2 separate regions of the Mus musculus genome follow, and region 2 is linked to region 1. Evidence: chromatin contacts called from public HiChIP or PLAC-seq data. All regions are on one chromosome and are shown on one strand. The core of a region is the stretch at or near the end of the contact, and the rest is flanking DNA. Distances in the headings are between cores, read along the strand shown. Region 1 has its middle 35 kb from the start of Gm41323. Region 2 overlaps Ext1 (exostosin glycosyltransferase 1).

Region 1 (4,424 bases), core at 1,092-3,591:
CATGTGCAGCTGTGTGCCAAAAAAGTGCATTGAAGCTAACAGGACTACAGTTTTACCTGGTTGTAATTTGCCATGTGGATGCTGGGAATTACCTCTGGAGGAACAACCAGTGCTCCTAACGAATGAGCTATCTCTCCGGTTACACACTTTTCTTACCTCCCATGATCAAGAGAGTAATTAAAAGCTTTTATACATAAAGAATTATGCCACAAAAGCACAACAGTGGCATTTAAGGATGTAGAATAAGAATAGCTGGGTGTGGTATCACACACCTTTAATGCCAGCACTCAAAAGCTGGAGGTTGGCTAATGTGTGTGAGTTCAATGCCAGCCTGGTCTATATATTGAATTTTAGAACAGCCAGAGCTTGATATTGAGACCCTGTCTTGATAAATGAATAAATAAATAAATTAGAAGAAATAATTGATTTCTTGGATTCATTGGATGTGGAAGAAGGGATTTCTTGTAGTGTTTTTTTTTTTTATTATTATACGTGAGTATAAAGATATACATTGAAAAGCTATAAGAAGTTATCTTAATAAAGTGATTAGGAATAAAAGATATTTTAGGAAAAGAAAGTGCTATAGTTAAGTATTTGGATAAAATTATCCTCCAACGAGTGGACAATGTCCCTATTAGACACGACAGGCTAACAAATAAAAAGTTCAATACCAGGAATGAATTACCATTTTTGGACTTGTTAGCCAACAAGTACCATAGACTTCACATACAGGGTAAACAGGGTATTGCTATTTCTCTTGGTCACCTTCTAGAACTTTTTGTTATCCTATTGCTGAAGACACTACATACTTTAGTAAAGACACTACGTTTTCCATAGGACATGGAAAAATCAAGTCAGTATTAAACTGAATGATGCGTCCATGCTGTGTCACTTTTGTAGCTCCCAAAGGTGCTATGACTATCACTGGAGTAGAAAAGCAATCTCTAGTCTTGTCTTACTTAGCTGTGAACCCTGTGAACTACAATAATGACTATCCTGATAAGACCTGCCTGCTGGTAGAATAATGGCAGTAATGCTATGGAAGTAACCAAATTCTTTGTGGGGAAGGGGATGGATTTAGGCCCACTGCACAGATAGAACCCATATCTGACATTGTTACTAGGATCAAGAACCTGTGGCTAGATAGGTTATAGGCTCTAGAGGAGAATCTGTTACTATTATGATGCTAAATGAACAGAATATTAAACCAACTCATACTAAGTTATCACTATACTCATAAGTTAGTAGATCTCTCAACTCTAGTCACTAGAGAATCTTCTTACAGTAGAAGGCAATGAATACAAAGCCATTCTACTGGCCAGTGAGCAGCGAATAAAAGACTATAGTATGCTCAGCCCTGAATAGTATGTTTATATTATACCCTTTCCCCAAAGGCCCAGGGACCACCATGAGAAAGGAGTAAGAAAAATTGTAAGAAGTAACAATAAGGACTCAACAGAGCAGTTGTGTATATGAACTCACAGCAGCTGTGACAGCATAAAATGACCTGCATATGCTCAAGATAAAAATACAATCTCATCATCATGGGAAGGGAAAAATGGGTATAGACTCCCATCCCTGGATAAGGAGTTATTGGCAATTAATAGCTTCCAGGAGAGGAAGAGCTGGATTGGTTTATGGGTATGAGCCATAGTAAGAAGACTGTACATCAGGGGTAGCCTTACACCCAAGAGTAACTGGGCAGTACAACTGAACTTCATGGGTTAAAAAAGAGCAAACCCAAACTTGGATGTCTAGAGAGGTGGGGCAAATTTAAGTGTAGTTGGTGAATACGATACAAATGTTTATGAAATTCTCAAACAATTAACAAAAATATTATTTTAAAATGATAGGAATGATAGGGCTTCATTAAAAAGGAACCCATTCAATCTACTACTGGCAGGGCAGTGTGAGCTGCTTTGAAAATACGTAAGGAAAGGTGTCCGGTACCGTACTAGACTCTACTTTTTAAGCAGGTCAAACTCTAGCTCCACTGCCTTTGAATTATGAAGCATTAAACAAATTATCCAATCTCTTGGAGCCTTGGCTCCCTCCACTATACATTGCTTGCTATGAAAATACACAAGAAAACACTTTTCCCAACACCCTGAATGTAACTAGATGTCAGCTATCAGTGTTTCTTCCACATGTTTAATTTGGTGCAAATGAGTGCGTATTTCACATTATGTGTGCAGGATAATCTTTTTGCTTCTATTGACAGATCGTTTTGTGAACCTTGGAGACAGCAAGAAACTTTTCCAGCTCTTCTGGCAGCAAGGGTGGGGCTATGACTCTTGATTTCTTTCTTTTGGCAAAGAAGAGTTTTCACACAGAGGTAGCATAAATTTGCCTCTCTAAGGGAGGGTGGGGGCTGAGGGTGTTGCTGGGGCGGCTACCACCACCACCACCTAACAGCTTTTCTTGGGAAACTGACCACTCCCTACTGATTTGTTATCATGCTAAACGGTGTCTCCACCCTTCCTAGCTGAAGCTTTTGCAGCTGTTCTGAGGAGACCAGCTGAAAGAGGTCGTTAGGACTCAGAAACAGCTGGGATCTTTAAAGATCTGTCAGCAGCTCCCAGCAAAGTTCCAACACCCTGAGGTAATGATGGGAGGCGGGGTGGGTCTCAGAGGAAGAGCTGATTATGCAATAAGCTAAAGCCCCTTTGATATCTGGTGACAGCTATTAAGAAACTGGCAAGCTGGAGAAGGACATAGGGAAAGCTGGTGAGAGAAGACGTTTCTCTCTAGGGATGGGTTGAAGGCAAACAAATGAGATCGGCTGGGAGATGTCCAGGGTGGGATACAGGAGAAATTTTAAGGCTTTGGGGAATGGCGAACTCATAATTAGCTGGTCAGAACAATCAATAGTCATGCCGATTGTCATTTGCTTACAAATTGCACACCTGGTATCTCTCAGAAAAACCTGGCCACAGACATATTATATTTTCTCCTCTGAAGGTTATGAACAAGAATAGTGTCATCACCCATCACAGCCTCAGCCTTGGGATCCTTGGTCTGAGAATTCCAACACAGAGAACACAGAAACCTTGAAGTTGTAACGGAGGCTGGAGGGGGAGTAGTATTTCCAATAACCACTTGGACAGTTTACAGGAAGACTACACATGAGCTGGGGTTAGACACTAAGCTTTTCATATCCAGAGATTATCACCGTGTATTTTTGGTTCTTTGTATGTTTTACTTGTAAGTTTTAAAAGCTTAACTCTAAACAATATATGGGGAATATTTCCTCATTGATATTCCTTCCTAGGGTCGAAAAGAGTACAGTTTCCTGTTCTAAAACTCATTTAAAAAAAACCCTTTTAAGACAGAATTTCCAAGAACACCATGGTCACTAGAAGCATGGGATATACATGCCTATTTTCTTTGTGATGGGGGATGTGTGAGCATGGGCCCAAACATCTGAAACTGTGAACCAACCCAATCTTGTCTCTTTCAGAATGTTTCTTTGAGGTATTTTATGACAGTCATACAAAGCCGACTAACACAAATACCAATGCCACAAGTTAGTCTAGGCTTTCTGAAGACAGAACCCAGAAGCAAACAGGCCTGTCTCAAACCCTCAAGGTGTCAGACTTACTGGTTAGTCAAGATCAAACAGGTGATAATTACAGTCAGTGTCACAGGGGAAGAAGAGAGATTGTGTGTGTGTGTGTGTGCATGTGGATGCATGTGCCCATGCTTGCATGAGTGTGTAGAGGTCAGGAGTTACAGAGAGTGTCTGTCTTCCTCTCTCCTTCAGCTTGTCATTTGAGACTCGGCTCATCACTGAATCTGGGGTTTACACTGGCTGGCCAGTGGGCTTCAAGTCTGACTCTTTTGCACTGGGGTTCCAGCCAGCACTATCTACCATGCCCAACTTTTCCAAGAGGGCCATGGATCCAATTTCAGGTGCTTACGCTCATACAGCTGGCAATGTACAGACTAAACCATCCCTTGAGCACTGTAAGCAAGAGATTTTGAGTGAGAAGGTCTGGATGTGAGACATGCTGTGCCACTTTCTAGTCATGTGACCTTAAATGCTTATGTAATCTCTGAGTCTCACTTTTGTCATCACACAAAGCGAATGGTGCTATTTATCTCCCAGTGCTATGGTGATGCAGAATAACATTTGATCTCGCGCGCGCCAGACTGGCCAGCAGTAACGACTCTGCACATGTTTATTGGGAGAACTTGATTGCAGAGGCAAAGAGACCCCGAGCCCAGAACTGGTGCTGCTTATATAGGCCTAGGAGAGGCGTGTCTCACACCCGGATTGGTTATGCACTATGCCTCATTTGCATGTTCCTCATCTGATTGGCTACTCTCTCTGTACCTCACAGAGCCTCATTATCATGCCTCATTTGCATGTCTCACATCTGTTGGTTATACTCTCAAAGCCTCATTATCATGCCCAGGCCAGG
Region 2 (4,424 bases), core at 1,017-3,516, 340 kb before region 1:
CGGATTTTTTCCTGACCTCGGCACCCATAAAACACATGGCCTGGAAGATGGTGCAGTGGGGAAAAATCACTTTTCATGTAAGCCTGGTGATTGGCCTTCGATTCCCTTGACTCATGGTAGAAGGAGAGAGAGCTAACGATTGCAAGTTGTCCTCCATCAAGTTGCCCACCATGACGTGTGACACACACACACACAGCACCACCACCACCACTAAACTCCCCCCACCCCAATCCATTAGGTAAATAGGGAGGTATTTAGGTAAAGGAGGTAAGGTATTTAGGTAAGGAGGGAGATGCACTTGAACCAAAGCAGCCAGTGATACCTGTACCCCAGAATGGAAACCAAGCTTGGTTGCAGTGGATGATGTCACACATCCCACTAGATAACTAAGCTTGATTGATTGCAATGGATGATGGTCACATATCACACTAGATCGTATTCTATTCCTTCTGCAGGATGAATCCAATGGAGACTGTAAGATTTAGCTCCTGAAACACTGACGATGAAACTTTGCATTTTTTAATAATTTGTTTATTTACTGCATGTGTGTAGTATATGCACAGTATGTGGGCACCAGGGCTTGTTCCCATGCCACCTCTGCATGTGCACGAGGAGGCCAGAGGTCCACACTGAGTGTCCTCCTCTGTCATCCTTCTTAGTGTTTGGAGACAAGGTCTTTACTGAACCTGAAACCCTCCACTTAGGCAAGAACCAGCTTTCTGTGAGTCCTGAAATTATGTACTTCCGCTTGCTAGTCTCCCCATCCTGCCGCCCCCCCCCCCCCATCGGACCCGTCACCACCGCCTGCTTTTCCGCGGGTGCTGGAGAGTTGGTCCTCATGCCTGTACAACAAGCGCTCTACCCTGCAGGCCCCGTGTTTACTTCTAAAGTAGCCCAGTTTGGGTTTTGTGGCCTTTGAGGTCGCGGAGCTCTGTGTTAAGGGCTTCTGACTTTCCTTCAAGGACCTTTTGGGATTGTGTCATGTTTATTTCAGGGTTATGTGTGTCTGCCCTGAGCCATGCTAGCGGGGAACGGATAAATCTAAGCCGCAGTCTGAAGCATAACCGTGTGTTCTTGTTCTCTCCTCCCCATAAACGATGTAAAACTACATTAATAAAACCCAAAACCACCAAGAAAGGTAGAACATTTGCCGCCTGCTGTGCAAGTATCAACTCGGCTTTCAAAAGCTTACTTGTTCCCTATAAGTAAGGAGCAATCTGAGTTCTTAGTAACACGGTTTAGTGTACGGGGCTACATGGCCTGTCCTTCCTGTTGCTTCTTTAGGACGGTCCACCAGCCTTTCGGAAGGCTGGCGTGTGAGTAGCGGATATTGCACACATTCTGAAGGTAGGAGGCCTGGAATGAGTTAGGGCTAGCTTCCTTTATTTATCCTTCCTTCACTGGGCTTAGCCTGGTCTCTGCAGCCCCCCAGCCTGCATGCTGAAGATTCCCTTGCGCATCACTGGGAAATCTGTCGTTGATTAGATTATTGGATCTTCATTTTCTTCATCAGGATGGTTTCAAGACTTAAACCAAGTACAGCAAGATTCAAAACGGCAACCTCCGCCACACAGACCCAGGACCCTCCAGTTGAGGGAATGTGCTTTCGAGAGACGAAATGCCCCTCAAGGAGTGTAGGGTAATTGAAAACCCACCCTTTGAGCTGTGGTTTATTGTGGAAGGGAGGAATGAATGGCACCAGCGTCCACACCTACTAAATACTTATTAGAACCCCGGCAGCCAGCCTTCTTGAGCTCGAGGTCCTCTGGAGCTACAGTTTCATCCATTTCCAGTTGGCCCTGTGCTGTGACCCTCGGCCATTTTTTTTTCCTTCCATTTAACACAGTTATAAAGGGATTTATGTGCTTTCTTTCCATTAGAACTTAGCAAGGCTGCTGTCATGAATATTTAATGGCCAGGACAGTTTGTTTTCTTTTGCTTTCTTTCCCAGCCTCGCAGCCGTGGGTCCCCCTCCCCCTTCCTTTTGGAGCAATGTAAATATCTTGGCCCCTCACCCTCTGGAGGGATCCCTGAACAACGCTGGGCTTACTGAGTTCCGAAGGAGTCTGGAGGGAATCTCGCCTGCCCCCTACCCCCACCCCTGCTCATGCCCCCTCCTCCCGCTCTCCCAGGACTCCCCAGCAGCTGGACGGTGGGTGGGTGGGTGCAGTGCACGCTTTGAGGTCCGCTGCGAGGTCTGGCACCGGGCTCAGCCTCTCTCGGTCGCTGAGTGCTCCTCCCAGTTGTGCTCTGCCTCCAACTCCTCAGCCGCTCAATTCCTTTGAACTTCACAGCAGCACAAAGGCCTCCCCGAGACTTAGCTGGGGCTCCCTCGGATGCATTCCTGACACTTCATGGGTCGCTGCCTCCTTTCTCTTTGTAACAGGGAAGAGGGCGAATGTCTGCGACAGAAAATGACTTTTGAAGACGCTCAAAGATTTACCGTGTCTGGAGCAACCCCTGAACTTTTGTGATTATCGTAGAGAGACGCACTTTCGCTATTGGTAGATTACGCCCCAACCTTCTTCCCCCGAGTCCCTCATCCTAGCTTTTATTTAAGGAATTTCTCCCTCTCATGCTGAGACCTTCTCTCAGTGCCCAACCCCCATTCTGAATTTCTTTTTATTCCTGTGTGCTTTGTCTACCCTTGTGTGGGAAAAGGTGAGGCTGGGAGAGGGGGCTCAAGGAGGAGAGCTCAAGGGTTAGCGGAGAAGAAAGGGTCCAGCTTAGAACCTTGTCTGCTGCCAAAGAATCATACATGCCTGGGCTTGCCCACCTCAGAAGTCTTTCAAAGATTAAACATGGAAAGACTCATGTTTGATACCGCTCTTGGATATAGTAATTGCTTAATAAACGTTAGCCATACATTATACAGTTTTTAAGCCATTTTTTTCTGAAATTCTTCAGTCTGATCCAATTTTATTTATTTCGCTTGTGCATTACTTATGACCGCACATGTTCCCGTGCACAAGTGCATGTGCTAACGTGGAAGCCCTTGGTCAAAACTGGGCCTCTGAAATTGCTGTTGACTGTACTGCTTGAGAGTCAACAACTCCAGTTGAACCTGGAGTCAACGGATTCTGCCCAGTTGGTTGTTGATATTCTGCTCTTTTCTCCTCTCTAGCTCTGGGATTACAGGAGGTTTTAATAAGTAGGTGCTGGGCCTACAAATTGAGGTGGTCATGCTTGGACAGCCGGCACGATGCTATGCTTTGTTTTGTTGAACCAAGTCCTCTTTCTCCTTGGTGCAGTTTTCACTGACAGCCGTCCCTCCTGCTCTCTCTTCCCGACTCAGAAGGGTGGACTAGGCCTAACCCGTCTCCTGTCTTGTCATTGTAGCTTCTAAGCTAGCGCTTCACTTCACTGTCTTCTTGGTGAAACGGAAATGTTTTAAATTGGGTAGCAGAAGCAGACATGTGTGGAAGTCCTGTTTGTTTGTTTTGGAAAGGCCAAGTATATGTGTATGTATGTGTTTTTACAGAGAAACGTTACAAACATTTTGCAAGTTGAGAAACAAATTCTGTAGGCACCTCCTGTGTTATTCTGACCATAGGTTCTTGTAGGGCTTGTGTTTACCTTCATATAAGGGTACAGTGGAAAAACCCTACTGGGTGAGGTAAGCCACTAGCCTTAGGTACAGGAAGGGCCATTGAAAGCACAGAATGGGAGCACAGGTGAGATCTTGTCAGGGAGGCGTCGTTCAGGGTGAACACTGAGGAAAGCATTTCTGGTTACGTTTCCCTGAATTCCTCTGTGTGTGTGTGTGTGTGTGTGTGTGTGTGTGTGTGTGAGCACACGTGCATAAGGACGTTGTAAGTTAGCTTCCGATTTTGTTCCTAAGAAACCATTTACCTTGGTCATTGTTTTTTAGTTTTTCAAGACGGGAGTTTTTCTGTGTAGCCCTTCTCTTGGAACTCTGAAGACCAACTGGTTTGGCCTCACACTCCGAAATCTGCCTGTCTCTGCCTCCTGAGAGCCTCCGCCACTAGGTTCCTTTTGCTTTTTGAGGCAGTATGACTAGATCCTAGTGAGCCCCAGGGATCTCCTGTCTCTGCCTCTCCAGTACAAGGTTCTAAGTGCGGGGCGCCATACCTGGCTTGACATGGGTGTGGATGTTCTATGCTGTGGATGGAGCAGGCTGAGTTAACCCTCTAGCTCTTTGTAAGTGCTCCCTTATCTTTGATGCTCTCCTACCTCATTTAAGTCTCCCTAAGAGACCTAAAATTCAATTAGCTAGCTGATGTGTATGTAAACTTACGTCACAGTCCATGGCATACTTAAATCAACTAGAATCTCTTCATTAATTTCTACAAGGATTATTGTATGAATTGGTTCTTTGGCCTATTGGGTGGAATATTTACATATGTATATTTAAAAATCCTGAATAGAGTTTCTCCCAAGTTCTTAGCTGGATGGGATAACCA

Evidence for each region. HiChIP or PLAC-seq counts read pairs in DNA pulled down with a chosen protein or histone mark.
Region 2: a contact with region 1 is called in an H3K27ac HiChIP or PLAC-seq map of embryonic stem cells, with 5 read pairs. The contact joins two enhancer-like sites. A contact is called at or near these places in 2 of 115 datasets of contacts at active chromatin or transcription factors (both in embryonic stem cells).

Annotation. Positions count from the first base shown.
Region 1 is chr15:52,966,083-52,970,506 of GRCm38.p6, reverse strand. No RefSeq gene overlaps it. Among named protein-coding and RNA genes, the nearest start is that of Gm41323, 35 kb to the right of the region's middle. Within about 2 kb of position 2,341, at least 32 of the 459 cell types and tissues checked have an H3K27ac peak or open chromatin away from gene starts, as enhancers often do. A contact at or near this core is called in embryonic stem cells, where this site is marked.
Region 2 is chr15:53,308,998-53,313,421 of GRCm38.p6, reverse strand. The region is part of intron 1 of Ext1 (exostosin glycosyltransferase 1); the gene reads left to right. Among named protein-coding and RNA genes, the nearest start is that of Ext1, 35 kb to the left of the region's middle. Within about 2 kb of position 2,266, at least 183 of the 459 cell types and tissues checked have an H3K27ac peak or open chromatin away from gene starts, as enhancers often do. A contact at or near this core is called in embryonic stem cells, where this site is marked.